Linked DNA regions of Sus scrofa: region 1 is linked to region 2. A link is a contact called in public Hi-C data. All regions are on one chromosome and are shown on one strand. The core of a region is the stretch at or near the end of the contact, and the rest is flanking DNA. Distances in the headings are between cores, read along the strand shown.

What was found. Hi-C and Micro-C count contacts between places; a contact is called where the count stands out from the background.
Region 1: a contact with region 2 is called in a Hi-C map of embryonic fibroblasts, with 2.0 times the contacts expected there. The contact joins two enhancer-like sites. A contact is called at or near these places in 9 of 47 Hi-C or Micro-C datasets (adipocytes, embryonic fibroblasts, fetal heart ventricle and 5 more).

Annotation. Positions count from the first base shown.
Region 1 is chr13:94,012,856-94,015,555 of Sscrofa11.1, reverse strand. No RefSeq gene overlaps it. Among named protein-coding and RNA genes, the nearest start is that of ARHGEF26, 140 kb to the left of the region's middle. Within about 2 kb of position 1,420, at least 4 of the 83 cell types and tissues checked have an H3K27ac peak or open chromatin away from gene starts, as enhancers often do. A contact at or near this core is called in embryonic fibroblasts, where this site is marked.
Region 2 is chr13:93,186,202-93,188,901 of Sscrofa11.1, reverse strand. No RefSeq gene overlaps it. Among named protein-coding and RNA genes, the nearest start is that of RAP2B, 120 kb to the left of the region's middle. Within about 2 kb of position 1,336, at least 10 of the 83 cell types and tissues checked have an H3K27ac peak or open chromatin away from gene starts, as enhancers often do. A contact at or near this core is called in embryonic fibroblasts, where this site is marked.

The DNA of each region.
Region 1 (2,700 bases), core at 171-2,670, 830 kb before region 2:
TTTAGGGCTGTGCTGTGGTATACGGAAGCTCCCAGGAGACATACACCACAGCTCATGGCAATGGTGGATCCTTTAACCCATTAAGTGAGGCCGGGGATTGAACATGCATCCTCATGGATACTAGTCAGGCTCCTAACCTGCCGAGCCACAATGGAAACTCCCATAACATTTTGAGAAGCACAGATTTATGGAAACTTGTTCTCAGTTGGGGCTGAAAAATCACTATTTAAGAGTTGATTAAGGTTTCTAAATTGTTAAGGAAACAAAGGAAAACAAATTTAGGTACCAAGAACTTAACTGCATCTGCTAGTACTTTTTTTTCCTGCAATTCAACCCATCTTATCCTCCATTTATCTATCTTTTACTTGATATTTGATTTAGAATTTGGGAAATAAACATTAACTTTTGCTAGATGAAATGTTGAGTAAATTACCTCAACATTATCTGATAATTATTTGCCAATCCTTTGTCTAGATATAAAAGACCTCAAATAGAATCCATAAACATATTTATTCTGAGTGTCCACATCACTATATGTTCTATGCCATGTTGAAGAGTTCAGGGTTGCAGGCATCTTCATGATGTATACTAATTCACAGTCTTATTGGTTGACCTGCAGGAAACCAATGTAGATGCCCCATCAGTGAGAGCAACTCTGTAATTCCATTGGTTGTTCTCTTACAAAAGAGTTTGACTCCTGTTTTTCTAAGAAAGTTGAAATTTTGTTAACAGTTTTGACTTATGTAAAAGTGTTAATGCTTTTAATATTATAGTTGCAGTAGTGGGCAAGGGAATCTTCCAAAGGATCCCAAACTGAACTCATAAGCTTCTCAGTGCAAACCTTCCCTACTTCTCATTCTTTTATATCAGTAATTAGAATCATCATCTGATCAGTTGGCTAGGCTACAGCCATGACGTTTACCCACTAACTCATTCAATAAAAATTGAGTACTTACTATATCCTGGCTTTTCTAGGAACTGGGGATCGAGTGGTAAACAAAATAAGACAAAAAGCCCTGCCTTAAAAGAGCTTAGGTTCTAGTAGTGGGAGATAGACAATAACCAAAATAAATAAGTATTTACATTATTGTTTACTGTAAATCAAAAACTGAGGTATTCAGAAGAAAACTTGGGAGTACTGTCCTGGAGGTTGAAATGTTTAGTAGGATGATCAGGGAGGCCTCAAGGAAAAGGTGATATTTTAAAAAGACTGGAAGAAGACAAGGTGTGAACCATACTGGCATCTGGACAGAACAAAGTGCAAGAGCAAAGACTGAAAGTAAAGATCATGCCTGGAATGTTTGAGCAATAGCAGGACCTTAAAGTGGGTGAGGCACAGTGAGCTTGCAGAAGGGCATTAGGAGGTGAAGTCATTGAGGTATTAGGCAGGGTGGGGCTGTGTTGTACAGACTCTGTCATCCTTGTGGTATATTGTAAAGACTTTGGCTTTCATTTTTTAATGAGATGGGAGCCACTGCAGGGTTCTGAGCTGAGAAGTAACAGGACCTGACTCATCTGTTGAGAATGATGATGTCCACCTCCTTCACTCTCTCAGTAAATCATCATGGTCTACTTTCTTTTTCATCTCAAATCTGTCTGAATCTTTATTTTTCCATCATCACTGCCAGAACACTAGTTGAGGAAACTTTAATTTCTTACTTGAATCATCTTAATAGCTTCTTAGCAAGTTTTCTTGCCTCCTGTTTGTTTCTCTCAAATTCATTCTCCACCATGTCTCCAGAGAACCACTGTGAAAACTTGATATTTACACCCCAAGTTAAAGCTATCAATAGCCTTATTTTTCCCCCCTGAAAATAAATTCCAAACTCCTCAACATGACTTTTCATGGCCTGATTCCTTATCTCCAGTTTTGTGTATTCCCTATTGTCCCACTTCATATGATGTGATCTGGCCATACTAAACTTTGTTCTTTGAATATATGATGTTTTTTTTCCTTCTGAAACTTCAGAGTTCATTTACTCCAAGGAAGATTTCCTAGATTTTAAAACATGGATTGGTTTACCTTCTTTTTGCTCTTACACCACCCTCTACTTCCCCTACACTGAATCTGTCATTCTATAATCCCACGGTTTCATTCTCTCTATCCCCATTTGTCCTTGAGGCTTGGTGAGAACTGTCTGCCTCATTCATTTTATCCCCAGTGTTGCAATGTTTGTGATACTTAGAAGGTGCTCAGTAAATAAGGAGTGAACAGTGAATGGATGAGAAAACTACTTGACAGATGAGAACACATTGAGGTTATTTATGAATCCCTTGTCAGGATCAAGATGGCAGAAGAGTAAGATGTAGTACTTACCTCCTCCCACAAACCACCACAGTCAGTTATCTCTGATTCCAGAGGTGGGTGTGGCCCACCACCACTAGGGGTCCGTGAAGAGGTACCACCTGCAGCCTCAGTAACTGCAGCAGTTGGCACAGAGGAGGGCACTGCAACTGAGCAACAACCATTATTCTCACTTCTCTGGGAATGCACATGCCTTGCTGCTGCCATTGCCAAATGCTCCAGGTGCTTCCTAAACCTGCCTGAGGGTCATTGCCACTTCCCAGGGCCTTGCAGCTAGGAGCAGCCTGCACCACCTTCCCATGGGTTCTTGCTACTGCAATTTAACCCATCTTATCCTCCATTGGTCCAAGCATCCAAACTCTCACACCAAAAATAAATAGTAAGTCCTCACAAAA
Region 2 (2,700 bases), core at 87-2,586:
GAAATGGACAAAGCTGGAATTTGAAACTAGGATTATTAAAGATCATACTCTTAATGCTAAATGTTGTGTCTTACTATATCAATGTATGAATGGATTTATTAAGTCATTCACTCACTCATGATAACACACACACATATGGACAGGGGTGGATGGGAGAGAAGGATAAAGAGATATTGAGACACAGACTATTGGGTTTAAGGCTCAATAGTCCAACTGACAGTACCTAGGAAGAATCTCTTTTCTCCAAAACAGGCAAATCTGTTTAATATGGTTTTAAACTAATTGTGAAGAAGGAAGCCTGAGGAAAAAAACCCAAGTATATCTATACATCTAGTTATTATGAAGGATACACTGAATTTCTCTTCCTGTCTCACACACGCACACACCCCCTGGGCCTTGGGACATTCTTCCTTCAGCAAGCACACTGGGGTAACATCCGTGGTCTGAGTGCCCCTTCAGCTTCCACATACCCTGTCTTCTGCCTTTCAGAGCACTTCACACCTTTCCTGGTGATTGTACTTTCCTGTGCCCATCGGACTCCAAGCTCCAAGGGTCTCCAGGCCACCTCCTCCATCAGTGGACCCCCAGCATTTAATACAAACTTGTTGGCAAAAGAATTAAGGTTCCCAAAGAAATCAGAGTATAGACCATAAAAATTAAAAAATAAAAAAATTAACAAGACCCTACTCTATAGCACAGGAAAATTACTCAATACTATGTAATAACCTATATGGCTATATATGGGAAAAGAATCTGAAAAGGAATGGATATATGTAAATATATAACTGATTTATTTTGCTGTGCACCTGAAACTAATACAACTTTGTGAGTCAGCTACATTCCAATAAAAATTTAAGGTAATTCAGGTGCAGGATAAATGTATGAAAAGGAAAAACTGCATGGAAGAGGCCAGGGGTCAATTTTATCTGGGGAAGGAGAGGGTTAAAAAGATTTTTTTTAAGGAGATGATATTTGAAATATGGAGGGAAGATGGTAAGAAGGATCATCATAAGGAATGAAATGTGGCCCTCAGCTGTTGATGTACTTGAAAAGTAAATTGCATGAAGAACTTGCTAAAGTACACATTCCTTAGCCAAATGCCCAGGCATTAGATTATTAGATTTCCGTAGAACCTGGACGTCAGTCTTTCTAAGAAGGCCCTCAACCCATTCTAGCACTGATAGTCTTCAGCCCTCATTTTGAGGAAACTGAAAGACATGAAAAAACATGGTTTGTTTGAGGTCAGGCCAGAAGTTCATTGTGGCTGGAGAGCTGTCATGCAGGGGAAGAATGCTGAAGGTGTGGCTGGAAAGTTAATGGAGGCCAGATTAGGAAATGTCTTGTGAGTCATGCTAAGGAATTTAATTTCTATTCTGTAATAAGTACTGTGGAGCCACTGATGATTTACAAGGAGGGAAGTGGTGTGACCAAATAGGATTTGACTTCACAGTAGGGTATGGAATTCATGGGAGAGAAACAAAAGGTGGGACGAACACCAAACGTCTCTGTGCATTGTGTTAATAAACCTGAGCTATGTTCTTTAAAGCCTTCCAAGTTCCCAGACATATTCTTGGGTTACGTAAATTTTCTATGATGGTGCCTGGTTTGTGTTTTTCTCGCAATGACAATTTTTTGTTGATGTACTGTTTTCCCAAGTCATCTCTCTGGTAGTTTTTCTAAGCAATACTACAACACACAGCTAGTGGCTGTTCACATTTGTGCTTTTCTCTGCATCATACTGGGTAGACAAGCAAGGCAGTTTAGGCTGTGTGGGTTTAAATCCTTTGTCACTAACTAGGGCAAGTCCTGAACTTCGTGTGCTTCAGTTTCCTCATCTATGAAATGGGGATAATAGTAACGCCTTCCATATAGGGGCATTGTCAAGATTAAATGTATTAATATTGCATATTTAAAGTGTTAGAACAATGTTTGGCACAACATAAGGACTATGTGAGTTTTAACTTTTTTAAAAATTTGCTTTATGTTAGGTTTCTAACATATGTTAGGTTTGTGTTTGCTTCCCCTAGGCTGTGGGACTTTGTTTTAATGCTGTAATTTTAATTAGCTCAGAAACTGCTTGTCACAGCCACCAGCCACTTCAAAAGCATGAGAAATATTTGGCAATGGCCTTCTGCCTTGGGCTTACTGGGGTCTGTTTTATTACTACACCACTGTTAGAGAAGGAGGCTCTCAAGCCACACCAAACCTTGTAGCTCAGATGCAGAAAGAGATGTCTAACCTGACCTCACTCACATTAAGATTTGCCAGAGTCATTGTGCCCACTGGAGATAGCAGGCTCCAGCCCACCACCAAACACTTGGTCCTCTTCACAGTTCTCTTATGACTTTCTACAATACCCACATTCTCTAGCAAGTCCTGATGGTGGTCTACAGATCCTGATCCTACATGCCCAGACACTGTTTTTCTGTCTCAAGGTATTGCCAGAGGTGTACAGAAGGAAAACCCACTGCAAGTTTTTTGTTTTTTGTTTTTTTGTTTTTTGTTTTTTTTTCCTAGCTTAGTTTTATATGAGGGGTGGGGCTGTTTTTGCCCTCTCTAACCAAAACAGAAAGCAACAGGAATTCCTATCCCAGTGCCAAAAATGGGAATGAAGAGGAGGTTTTTATTGTAATGTCCGGGAAATCTGTTCTCTCAACTCCACTGTCTTTCAGCCCTAGATGTATAGTCCATAGAAAGTTC